4 separate regions of the Gossypium hirsutum genome follow, and regions 1, 2 and 4 are each linked to region 3. A link is a contact called in public Hi-C data. All regions are on one chromosome and are shown on one strand. Each heading gives the region's core, a stretch centred on a gene start, on an enhancer-like site or on the middle of the called end of the contact. The rest is flanking DNA. Distances are from core to core; before and after follow the strand shown.

What was found. Hi-C and Micro-C count contacts between places; a contact is called where the count stands out from the background.
Region 1: a contact with region 3 is called in a Hi-C map of leaf, with 2.5 times the contacts expected there. The contact joins the promoter of LOC107896751 here to the promoter of LOC107896754 in region 3. A contact is called at or near these places in 8 of 34 Hi-C or Micro-C datasets (callus, hypocotyl, leaf and 1 more).
Region 2: a Hi-C map of leaf shows a contact between it and region 3, with 2.4 times the contacts expected there. The contact joins the promoter of LOC107896757 here to the promoter of LOC107896754 in region 3. A contact is called at or near these places in 6 of 34 Hi-C or Micro-C datasets (anther and leaf).
Region 4: a Hi-C map of leaf shows a contact between it and region 3, with 2.9 times the contacts expected there. The contact joins the promoter of LOC107896750 here to the promoter of LOC107896754 in region 3. A contact is called at or near these places in 8 of 34 Hi-C or Micro-C datasets (anther, callus, hypocotyl and 3 more).

Annotation. Positions count from the first base shown.
Region 1 is chrA10:86,343,835-86,347,112 of Gossypium_hirsutum_v2.1, forward strand. It overlaps LOC107896751 (probable serine/threonine-protein kinase WNK5), which reads right to left and starts at 1,622. Exons shown (of 7, transcript XM_016822015.2): 1 at 635-1,622; 2 at 1-156. The coding sequence starts at 724.
Region 2 is chrA10:86,034,230-86,037,685 of Gossypium_hirsutum_v2.1, forward strand. LOC107896757 reads right to left here and starts at 1,879. Exons shown (of 1, transcript XM_016822023.2): 1 at 952-1,879. The coding sequence starts at 1,681. The coding sequence ends at 1,160.
Region 3 is chrA10:86,182,027-86,185,317 of Gossypium_hirsutum_v2.1, forward strand. LOC107896754 (U-box domain-containing protein 16) reads left to right here and starts at 1,728. Exons shown (of 1, transcript XM_016822019.2): 1 at 1,728-3,291. The coding sequence starts at 1,893.
Region 4 is chrA10:86,415,832-86,419,369 of Gossypium_hirsutum_v2.1, forward strand. It overlaps LOC107896750, which reads left to right and starts at 1,657. Exons shown (of 9, transcript XM_016822014.2): 1 at 1,657-1,935; 2 at 2,024-2,086; 3 at 2,165-2,220; 4 at 2,655-2,748; 5 at 2,867-2,927; 6 at 3,378-3,459. The coding sequence starts at 1,825.

The DNA of each region.
Region 1 (3,278 bases), core at 372-2,871, 160 kb after region 3:
GAGAAGGTGGACCTCGGAATAAAGACGCTGCAATTCCTCCGGTGAACGGAAGACATCGTTAAGCTTCACTTGATTCCAGGCCACCTCCATTCCAAGGGCCTCATCGAATGCCCTATACACTGTCTTCATAGCTCCTTTACCAAGAATCTCTCTGAACTGCAGACAAAATTCCCATGTACAGTCACAGTTTCAATCATTTTAAAGCTTAAACAATGCATATAAATATTTGATATGATCATCAAAACCTATTTCCCAGATTTTACAGGAAATTTGAAAGAATCTCCATACGACCATATCGAAAGGCCGTTGACCAAAGGAATGGATCAAACAAAGTTCCATTTTATAAATAATCTTATAGAACATCTTTAATCACATACTATATATACATACAGTATCAAATAAATTTCTGAGATCTCCGACTATTCATCCTAACATAACATCAAAGAATTACCAAAACCCCACATCTCAAAAAGAAAAGTCAACATGGCATGTAATTATCCATTATCATTGCAAAAGATATTAGAGTTATTCCTACTGAAAGTTTGATATTGGAATTCATGCATCAATGAAAAGGTAAAAAGGATTTTAAAGTGAATGAAGAAAAGGATTTTAAAGTGAATGAAGAAAAGCTTACACGTCCGTACCGACCAGAGGGATCGGTTTCAACGTATCCATGCTGGGATTTAACTCCATCAACACATCCCCCTAGACGTGTTTGGTACATGGTCTGAGAAATCAGGTACCGTCCGAAACCTCTCGGGGGCTTATTCTAATATCTATATATATATTGAGAACAAAAATACTAAACTTTATCTAGCTATTATAGAATAACTCAAGAACAAGGCAGCAAATGGAATTAACGGGGAGTGGAAAAAAACAAAGAAAATTTATGGTGTGCTAGATGATCCGAGGCTTTCCTTCATGATTTTCGTAGGAGAAAACACCAAATAATAACCAAAAGAGCCTTGAGTAATCGACGCTAAGCATAATCCAAGCCATTTCCACAACTGCATGTGAGAAGTCGTAGTAGTTCTTGGAAACCATTTAGTCTTTTGGAAAGCGAAACACGAGATTCAATAATATATATAAGTCTAGAGATACTGTCGAAGAAGATTTTTAGAGCAAAAAGAAAAGAACCCAAAGCCAAAAACAATGGTTCGGATCGATAGAGAGGGGGAAAAGAGAGAATATTTGGAATCAGCCAATATAGTAAATTAAAAAACAAAAAAAAGGCTTTTGATTATGCAAATGGTGTCGAATCCTGAGTTAAGTGGATGAACAAAGATTCTAAAACCGGAGAAGATTTTGGTAAGTGGGAGTTTGATTTCGGGAAGAAACTAGACTTCTAAACTTGAAAAACCTATGGCTACGCTTTGACATCACCATTTGTGGTGGAGAAACCTATCCCAAGAATATAAATTAGGGGTTTAGATAAACTGAAAGATCAAAAGACAGAGTTGCAGAAGAAGAAGAAGAAGAAGAAAACAAGTATGGCGATGAAGGGTTGGTGGCGAAACTGAAACAATACAAAAAAAAAAAAAGAGGATGAGAAGCTGATTTGATGACAGTTTGTATTTGGTACAGTGCGCTGCCCTCTTAGCACAGCTCAGCTGACGCAATTTGACAAAGTCTAATTAATGACCCTTAATAATGCTTACATTATAATTAAACCAGATGTAACAAAATAAAAATAAAAATAGTCTCATTTTTGCATTGCTTAAATTTATTATATTTAAACAATGTTACACCGGTTCAAACAGTATAATCCTGTATAAAAAAATATTTAACAAATTTATAGATAATATAAAATTTTGAGAAATATTGCCGCTCAAATATATATATATGTGATATTAAAATAATTTCTAAACAGTATTAAAATATCATTACAAAAAAAAATATCATCATATTTATTAAAGTACACAGTAATTATATATTTGTTTCTTATATGATTTATATTTCATTTTTAAAATTGTGAATTAATATAGGCTTTTTATTTTTTAATTTTGTTTTTTAAATAAATTTTAATTTTAATTTTTTTAAAAGCAATGTTTTGATTTTTATAAAATTTATATATAAAACAAAATGCTATAAAATCATTTTAATAGATGATGAATTAGTCAACATACTTCTCAAAACACTTCATTTTTATTACTATTTCGAATAGAGAACTTTTTATTATTATCTAAAGCAATTATAGAAACATTTTTTTTAACCTAAAACAATTATTGGTATTGTTAAATAGTTTTAATGTTATCGTTATTGGAAAATGTTGTAAATTTTTAACAATTTCAATAAAAAATTTTAATATTTTAAAACAATTTTACAACTGAAATTATTTCTTAAAAAATATGTATTTATCAAGTTTTTAAAGATTTTAATTTAATTATGACTTGAAAATTTATTTTTAAAAGTTTGATTTTTTAAAAAAAAATTGTTATCATACATATATAATAAGGTTATGAAGTTTTTAATGTATTTACAGTATTCTATAAAAAAAATTTGTTTACATTATAAAAATTTGACAAGTAGCAAAGAAAGAATGTAAACATTAGTGGAGGAGAAAATTGCAACAAAACCCCTCCGTCATGTTTTATATAATTTTTAATGGTGCTTTATAAGCTATATTTTTATAATAATTCCTTTCAATTTAGTTATATGCAATATTTTAATTTAAAACTATTTAAAACAGTTATTTTAAATTTATCACTATTTTTATAAATTAGATACATTATTGAAATTGAAATAGATATTTAAAATATAAACAATGTTACAATAAATTATTTAATGATCAAAACATTTAAATTTAATAGTAATCTATGTTAAATTAGAAACTATATATAAAAATAAAATTTCACATAATTTTCTATTACAATATTTATATTTTAAAAATAATTTCACAATATTATTTATTTAAATTCAATCTAATATTAATTATTATGTTTTTTAAAATTAAACTAATATATTATTAAATTTTACTTTCTTAAACAAATTATTAACGAATCATCACAAAATTTATGTGGAATTTTGATAAAAATAATCAAATACAATTTAATTAATACCAAGGAAAGAAAACTAATTTAAATATATTTTAAAATGAAAATAACATTATATTTTAAATATTTTTTAAGTTAAATATTTTTTTAATAATTAGGTCCGAATATTTTAGTAATAATAAAATTATTATAGGTCAATCAAGTAAGCTACCTACTTATCAAAATTTTATGCTTTCACATAATATTGTTTATTAACTTATATTGTTATTATCATTGTTTCTTTGG
Region 2 (3,456 bases), core at 629-3,128, 150 kb before region 3:
TGTTCATATGATTATATTCCCAAAGAAAACCTCAGCTGGTGCACAAAATTATTAATAATCAGCACCATGCAAAGGAAACACTTCCCTAACTGTCCCTAAAATTTACTGCCAAATATAAGTTGTTAATTGTTTTAGATTTAATACTAGAATTTTGTATTTAATTATTATTTATGATGTAATATTCTTCACTTATAATGCATATATTTTATTATTAATATAATTCTAAGAATCAATTAAATATTTTTATAAAATTCTAAACATTGAACTTAATTATTAAAAAATCATAAAAACCAAAAAAAAATTAAGAAACAAAGAAATAAAAATAAAACCTAAACCTTAAATATGGTTAAATTCTAAACAATAATCTTAAATCCTAAAAATATTTAAGAAAATTAAGAAATATTAAAATTTGTAGCTGAAATTTGTCTATGAATTCTTTCGAGTTTCAGGGGCTGTTATATAACATTTTCCCCTCCTTATTTAGTTTAGGATTAACTAGATATTTCAGTTTCTGAAGTGAACCGAGTTGTAGCGTTGTTATCTACTAAGATCCTTGCATGGATTTGAATCTCACTAAAACCAAATTTTAAAATTTTTCCTTAATGAGCTTTAAGCACTCTCAATAAACTCTCCGAATCAATCAGAGACTTAAATTCCTCTCAACAGTTACGTGTTTTCTTCTTTTTTTAAAGTTGGAAAAATGATGCGCATGTATTGTTGAATGTTGCATAGAATGTAAGAGTTAAGCATATATGTGGGGGTGGATCCATTAAACCCCATGTTTGTAACATAATAACGGAGACTATGAAGGAAGGTAAATGTACCTCTCTCATATAAAAACATATGATTAATAAGTTCATTGGGCTTTGTTACTCTTTAAATGCAAAATTTTATACTCATTATTAGACATTATTAGAAAATTACAACTAATTTTTTCCGGCAATAGTAATGATTTAGTACCACAAATTCTGCAGTTTTGGGTGTTTTCACAGCTTTAACTAACCATAGACCAACTAAAATACATTCCTAGATGGTTGCAATTACAAAGTAAATGAACACAAACGTGAGAGAGATTCTCATCCATCAAATCTGTATGTTTACTCAGATCCATGCTAAACAGCTGACGATATATGTTCAGCAGCCGTATCATCCACGAAGCTTACCGATACTTCCCCCTACCAATATCGAAACACAGAGTGGAAGTTGGTGATCCAATGGCTGCAGTATCAACTTCATCATCTGGGGTCAAAAATCGACTCCTCTTCTGGTATTTTCCGGGTCTTATTGCAAGAAACATTGGTGAAGAAGAAGAAGGAGGAGGTGATGTAGGCACTAGACTGCTGGTTTTCTTCAAACTGATAATCTTTGGGAACAATGCCTGGAAAAGACCAGATCTTGAGTGCTTATTCTTGATGGGTTTGGAGTTGGAGTTGGAGTTGGAGTAGTATGATGGAGGAGGAGTGAGAGGAGGAATGGATGTATCAGAGAATGTGTATTTGGGTGTCCCAGGCTGAGACTCCCACATGAAAGGGACAGCACCGGGGAGTCCGCCATAGTAGACCCTGAAAGAAGGATTGGCGACAGAGTTTTCCTTAGATAAAAGCCTGGAAAAGAACTTGTCATCTTGCTTAATTTCGAGACTCTTATTATGGGGAAGATGATCAGGACTTGTGGTAAACATCTTGGGATGAAACTTGTGGTGGTGGTGCTGTTTTTGGGGTTTCAGTGATCAATTGGTTTAGGAGATTATATGAAGGAAAAGAATCCCAGAGCCAGAGAGGAAGGCTTTAGGCTTGAAGATCTCTCTACTTTTGGGGTTTATAATACTAGAGAAGCAGGACCAGCAGAAGTGAACTGAAATCATAAGTAAAGATATATCAGAATATTACTTTACATGACTTATCCAAAAGAAAAAGAAAAAAGGCAATATTGCGGTATACATCACCAAAGCTTTTACTCACACTCACACTCACACTCACACTTGTTTAAGGTTTTGTTCAATTTTACTATTACAGTCAATTATTATAAATATTAATTAATTAATTTAATAAATTGATTGAATTCAATTCACGTTAATAACTTTAGATTAAATTTACGCATACGGTGAGATTTAAATATGTGATCTCAAAATTATCAAAGCTCTTTCTTATAAGATTTATTTTCACTTTAACGACTTTGACAATATGATCAATTATTCGAGACTCAAGATTATTTCATTTTCTATTAATGCTAGTAATATACAACAGTTAAATAAAATCTTTTTCTTCTTGAGACCTTTAATATTTTTTTCTCACATGAGAGTTCCAATTAATTCATGTTTATCTACTCTTATCCGTGTAAGGGGAGGGAGAAACTTTTGTACTCAACTACAAAATTTATTTTGTGTTTCGTAATGATTTCATTTTTCTATTAATAGGACTTTAGAGTCTTGATTTATACTGTTCTAATGAATCAACATTAAATTTTAAAACATACATTGAAGATAATATTTTATATTGCTTTTACAGTCAAATCCACTATTATAATTAAGATGACATTTGCCTAAGTATATGATATTTGAACTCAAAGTCAAATACAAATATGTTCAATTTTTTAAACAACTTTTCAGCCGCGTAAACATATATGGGGAATATAAAAATGGTACAATAATTTAAAAAAAACATAGGTACAACATTGTTTTGAAGATTTTTCATAATTTGGTTATGAAAATGGAACCACCTAGGTTTTGTTTTTCTTGAAAGTAGTTTAAGTTAGTGTTGTGCTGTTGGTAAGTTGTATTGAAAGTAGTTGCAAATTGAGTTGCAACTCAAAATATTTAGACGTTATGCTTTTAGCTTCGCATTGATTAACATTCTAGCCAATGACTTGTTTCGGTCGTGGGGCCTTCGCTATTTAAGAAGCTGGTTCAGTATCGGTCAGGGCGTTTACGTGAAGCTCGACCATCAATCACCATTTGGCACTACTGCTGCCGCTCCCACCATCATCAGTTGTCACCATGAATGTCGATTTTTTGGTCAAAATTAATATATAACAATCTTACCAACAGGAAATAAGGTGAGAATGCCTTTTCTTTAAAATTAATATTATAAAAATATCTTCACTCAATATATTAATGGTTAATATTTGATGTATTGGTAGGATATTTTTTAATTTTATAAATGGTTTTAAAATTTTGTTATATATTTCTTTTTTAAAATATTTTTAAAAATTTATTATATCCATATAAAATATTTGTTAAATTTTTAATTTTATTTATGGACCCTAAAAATTCTAATGATATCAAATATTTTCTGTATAATTGATGGCTGCGGATAAAAAGCTGAAGCAGAGAAGATATTGCAGGCTAATCAAAGCTGACAAAAGTGCTTGTGCATATATATATCTGGCCTCACTTGCTGTTGCCCCAACGACAGCGCTAGGATACTGTAGATGGACCACGAAAGAAAGATTTAGCTG
Region 3 (3,291 bases), core at 478-2,977:
AATGTATATCAAAAGTGTGATGTGGCCTACCTGCCGGCTGCTGGTACACTCAATTCAACACTTATCTTTCTTGCATATTCTCCACTCTCAGTTCTATTAGTAATATAATTAAAACAAATTTATCACTCCATTGTAATGAGCTGAAAAATCAGAAAAGGGAGCCAGCCGGCAATGTTGTAAAAGGCAAGTTGATTATAATACTTATTCTCTGACCTGGTAAACGGCCTTCCCAATCTAATACATTTTTCTTTTCATACACTAAAACCATGCAACACGACAATTAAAATGTTCTGTTTCCAATATATATCTAATAATAAAATAATTTAATTAATATCATCTTAAATATTAATAAAATAGTTTCATATTATTAAATTTTAAATATATATATATAAGTAATATTATACTTGCATTTAATTTATATATGATATTTTCTCTTAACTTAATTTAATTTTAATTAAATTATATAAAAATAATTAAAATTGAGAAAAAATCATAAGAAAACATTTTAAAAACTTGAAATAAGTAATTAAAAATAAAAGAAAATAGAGAAATATGAAACCAAAAATTAAAAATACAAAAAACTAAAAAAAATTTAGTAGGAAATTGAAAAATTATAGTGACCACTAATTGTATTATCAAATTTTGTTATTTGATTAAAAAAATTTTAAAAAATGAAATAGAATTTAAAATGAAAAAAAAATCAACTGCCTAAAAACTATTATTTTTTTAAAAAATTGATTGCATAAAAATAAAAATAAAATTAATTTTTGAAAAGAAAATTAAAAATTGTAAAAAGAAGAAAATATGTTTTTATTACTTAAATAATTAATTAGTTTAAGTATTTTAATTAAAGTCTGATAAACTAAAAAAATTAAATGCTGAAAAATTTTCTTTGATATATTATTTAAAATTGATTAGTGATATAATTAGAGTGATTGGTAAATATAAATTTTAAATTATAAAAAATTATATTATGAATTTTATCTTTAATTTTTAAGCATTTCACCTTATTCTAAACAAAAATTAAAATTTTGAACGTAAATAAAATAAATTAAAATAATTGAAAATATTCTCCTTTAAGTTATAAGTAACTCTTATCTATTTATTATTTTCTATACTTTTTTATAGAAAAAAATTATCATATTGCTTTAATTTTAGATTATCAAATATGTGCAAAAATTAATTAATTTTCAATAATTTATTAAATAAAACTTAAATTGAAAAAGATATTATATATAGACGCGAGTATGATAATATTTTGATATATTTAAAAATGAATGATGTGACAATATTTTAATGAGGTCTAAAATTATATTTTTAAGATGATTTGAATATAAGTTATTCAATAGATAATTATTTAAATTAGGTAGTTTCACCAATAAGAATTTTATCGATAAATTTTAGTTAATGTGGCATGAAAAGGGAAGAGGGTTGTTTTGAAAGAAAAAAAGTGTTTTTAAAAGGAGAATTATTTGTTATTTTTTGTATTATATTAATTTTAATATATAGATTTAAATTTCAGTGAAAATAAAAAAATGCATATATTAAGTATAAATTAGTTAAATTTATATATCATCACAAATTTCAAACTTTTTTTTTTACAAAAATTAAAGTAATTGTAATTTTAAAGCTAACTTTTTTGTGGTTTGGAATTAAACTTAATTAAACTAATCATAGAGTTTATAATAAGTATAAAAATAGATTATTATCATTTAAAAAATGAAAAGGGGGCGTGAAATGCAACGGGCCAACTTGTTGTATCTGTAATCAACTACTGCTATATCTTCTTCTTCAATTCAAAGCCAAAAAAAAGGCTACCAAATTTCACATTCCATTAGCTTAGATATCTGTGTTGCAGAAATTCTTTTGTAAGAGTTATTAATTTGTGTTTCATGGCCGTTTCTCCTCGGGTTTTCCCGCCAAGAAAGCGTTGGCCGTCTACGGGCTCCTCCATATCTCCGAAATTTGCAGACTTGAACCTGGTAAAGTCTCTTCTTTCTTTGTCTCAAGAAATCTCCGCCCTCAAACCTCTTCAATGTCTCCTGATACAAAAGTCCCTTTCCACCATAAACAAGTCGAAGCTTCTCGCTATCGTATTCGAGGAGCTTCTTCGCAACCCAGTTTCCACCTCCTTCTCTCCTTCGATCCTCCTCTGCTTCGAAGAAATGTACATAGTTTTCCAGAGAATAAAGACTTTAATGGAAGACTGTTGCAACGGAAGCAAGATGTGGTTGCTCATGCGAATCCAACCATTGGCCAACAGTTTCCACGAGCTCACCCTCGAATTGTCCACTCTCCTCAATATCTTCCCTGTCAATGAATTGGATTTGAGTCAAGACGTGGAGGAGCTTTTCGTTTTGGTAAGAAAACACTGCTCCCAATCTAAACCATCGGTAGATCCCAGAGAAGATTCTCTCAGGCGAGATGTTCTAGCTTTGCTCCATCAGATTAAGAAAGAGATCGTCCCTCATCACTTAAAGCTTAAACAGATTCTGGATAATTTAGGGTTACGCGACCAATCAAGTTGTAGAGAAGAAATCGAGTGTCTCCAAGATGAAATCCAGAACCAAATCGATGAAAAGTCCAAAATAGATATTGCTTCTTTGATCGGTCTCCTTCGTTATGCTAAATGTGTTCTATTTGGATCTTCAACGACGCAACTGGAACCAGACCATCGCCGGCGGAATTCATTGTCGGATATTGCTGTTCCGGCGGACTTTCGGTGCCCGATAAGCTTAGAGTTAATGCGGGACCCAGTTGTCGTTGCCTCTGGACAGACGTACGATCGGGAATCGATTAATCAGTGGATTGAATCTGGACACAACACGTGTCCAAACACTGGTCAGACCCTGGCCCACACCAATCTAATCCCTAACCGCGCTTTGAGGAATCTTCTAGCCATGTGGTGCCGCCAACAGAGAGTCCCATTTGAAACCGTGGGAAGTAACGAGAAAGTTAGCGGCGTCAAAGCCACCAAAGCCGCCTTTGAAGCTACGAAAATGACGGTGTACTTTTTGGTCAACAAACTTTCGGTTTCTCCATCCATGGAGGCAGCTAACGCCGTCACTTATGAGCTTCGAGCCCTGGCTAAAACTGACTCCGACAGCCGAGCCTGCATCGCTGAAGCTGGCGCAATTCCGGTCCTTGTCAGATATTTAGGTTCGGGCGTAGGCTCCGAACACCCAAACCTTCAAGTCAATGTCGTTACAACGATTCTTGATCTTTCCATCCTAGAAGCAAACAAAACGAGGATAATGGAAACCGACGGAGCTTTAAACGGTGTTATTGATG
Region 4 (3,538 bases), core at 407-2,906, 230 kb after region 3:
AGGGCAAAGGTTGCTACTTCAGCATTGAACCTCGGACCTTGCGAGGCATTCAGGCCAAGTTGGAGAAGATATTGAGGACTGCAGGTCTTTGTGCCAGCAAAGTTCTTCACAGCATGATGTTGGGACTCTAAATTATTCAGTCTTCCATGCATATCATAGGCATTGAGCATGTATATAAAAATGGATATCATCTTCAATGTTCCCCACTGATAGTGAAGTAAGATTCTGCATGCATGCATCCAATTGAAGAATTATATGGAAAAATAGCTTCAAGAGAAGAAATATATTAGAAATATAGTTGCTGTTGCTCAAGCATTTGCAATGCGAAAAAATAGAGGGAGAAGCAGAAAAGAATGAAAAAAAAAGTTAAAAGAACATAAAAGAAAAAAAAAGTTAAATTACTCAAAACTAAAAAAATATGAATCAATTGTATAATTTAATCTAAAATTTTTGTTTGAAATAATGATTTAATGTGCCACGTCAACTTACCGTTACACTGTTAATGACAATTAACAACTCAATGACTAAAATGTTATAGCACGTTAATGTAAATGATTAAAACGTAACATTTCAAATATAAATGACTAAAATATAACTTGAAACAAATAAACATAACTATTTTGATAGTTTACGCATTTTATAATGATTTATTCATAAGAAAAAAGTAATAGAAGTTGCAAGGATGAGTCAAGTAGGATTTCCTATTACAATATATTGTTATTTAACTTATATATAATAAATTTATTACAAAAATTTCGTAAACATCTTATAATTTCATCTAAAACTTTTCTATTGTCTTAAATGAATTGTTTACATAAGATACCTTTTTTTGCCCACATTGGATTTTATGTATTTATATCATACTTACTTATATTAAGTTTTTTATTAAGTTAATATCATATTAATTTAGTTGTGAAATTATTAAATTACTCTTTTATATATAAATTAAGATACATTTTTACAAGAGTGTTTTTATTTTTATATATGACAAATAAATAAAAAATTATCCTAATGAGATTTGAACTCAATACAACATACTTAATGAATATTTACTTTACTATTGTAACCGAAATATCAATTAATTTTATATAAAATTTTAATAAATATATTTGATACATAAATTTTTAGGCATATCATGAATATATCATAAAATCTAGTAATGATTTAAAACTTATATATATATATATATTGAAATTTTGGTTTTTCTTTTTAGATAATTCATTAAAATAATATTGTAAAAACTTTCTTTATAAATTAAATAATATAAAATTTTTCCTTGGATACATATAAGCTAACAATTAATTTCGTCAGAAAATTACACCTTTAACATTATGATGTTATGTTAATAACTATTTTGTAAATATTTAGAAAAACGTAGGATGATGGATATGCAAATATAGAAAGTAGTTTTGAAAGGTGAATTGAGTGTGTATGTTTTTGAAAGGTGATTTTATATTGCTTATAAAACAAACTTTCATGTAATGTTAAAAAAAAAATATTCATATAAAAAGCTAAAGGCATGAAATATTGACGACATTTGTTACTTTTTTTAATTATAAATTTTTGGTCAGTTTTTCACTTTCTAAATCATTTTATTTTTAAAAAAAATAACACATGTTTTATTATGTATGAACATTATTTTTGGACCGAATCGAGGAAAGTATAACTGCTGGCCCGTATTCCGTAACAGGCTCAGGCCCCTGGCCTGGGTGGACTCCATCGAAGCAAAAGTTAGAAATGAATAAAAAAAGAAACAAGTGTTGAGTAATTCGGAATTCTCTCGGCGGTGAGAAGAAACGCGGCTGACGAGAACATTGCAGAATAATGGCGTCGCTGTGTCTTTTAGTTTTCCTGTTACTTTGTCTTCCTTTTATTTCCGTTGCTTACAGGCCAGGGGACATAGTTCCGATGAGCAAGATGGGTCAATACCATTCCGTCAGTTGTCTTTTCTTTTCCTTTCTTTTTTTTAAAAATTTTTTAATCTAATTTTGAAGTTAAGATCTCTGAATTTGATTAATTTTAGTCTAGAACTGTTTGGCATGACGTGATCGGGAAACATTGCCCAATTTTTGCCGTTAATCGGGAGGTATTTTTCTTCTTTTTCAATCTTCCCCATTTCTGTTTCTTTTTTGAAATTTTCATTTATATATAAATTAATTTGCAGGTGTTAATTCCTATAGCAAAGCCGACTGGTTACACGGGAGCTGATCCATATAAAATGTAAGACTTTATTCAAATTTATGATTTTCTTAATACAACCTCTTTTTTTTTTTGGCATTAGTTGCAAATGCTAGGGTTTCATAGCTAAACGAAGAGAAAACTGAAACTATCGAATTTAATTACTCAGATTCATGAATGAAATGTTTTTGAGTCCAAAAATGTATTTTCATTCAGCTTTTTTTCGAGTAAGCGTTTTTCATACTCCGAATAATGAGTCTGAGATTCAGACCTGAGCTTTAACTTCTGGGCTCATTTTCTGGTATATTCTTATCCTTTGCTTTCCACTCCTAATTTTTTCTCATAAACTAAGGCCAATAGTTTTTCTTAGCAACTATCTTTTGCTTCTGTATAAAATGTTTTTATAGTTCATAAGTTCAATATTTTTAGAAATTATTATAGTAATCCATGTTTTACAATGTTTGACTCACGTCTAGATCATTCCAAGTTGGGAAGGAGAAGTTTCTTGTTCCTTGGCTTTTTCTTATAAATCGTAAAAGTTCTGAAGTTCCAATGATTGACATGCATTTGGTAAGATATTTTTGTAGCTTTTACCCCTTTCCTTTTGGAAATCGTAACTTCTTGACTGATACATGTCTAGTTATTTTGCTTGATTTGACTGAGTTCTTGTGGTTTCTTTGTCGTTCAGAGGTACTCAGGTGGTGATTTGCACGGTGTCACTGCTAAAATTGTAGATATGCCTCATCACTGTATGTAGTCTTATCTATATGTTTCAGTGTGGTACTAGTTTGCTAACAAATAGAGAAACATGTGAGAGTGTATTAGGAAATTATAATAGTCTACGAATAATTTTCCCAACTAATCCCATAATAAATGTGAAAAAAAAAGAAAATTAAATTGATGAATCAAAATAAGCAATGCCATTTTAGAAAAATTAATTATTAATTGATAGCTTGCAGCAAAGTTGTGGTCAAATTTGTTTTTGGATCAGGAGAGATGTGAGAGTTATTGCTTTTGTAAATAGATTCACAGCTTTGTTGTGTTGTGCATCATTTGTGCATCTGTGAAATTGTATGCAGAGATTTCTTCATATTCATTATTTTCAGAGTAGCACATCCAGTACTTCAAAGAGATCATAACTATTCATTTATTTATTTTCCGGTGGGTGACTGGGAATTGATTATGTTTGTCTTCTACAGATGTTGAAATTCATCCAAATATTCGTAAACAATTCTGGGATCCTCAACATTGGCCAAAACATGTGCTTGTCAGATACACCTGGTCAGTTTGTTTGTTGTTGAAATCTCTCTTCCACACACGCATTGTTTGTCTAGTTCTGAATTTAGTCTGCCTTCAAGTT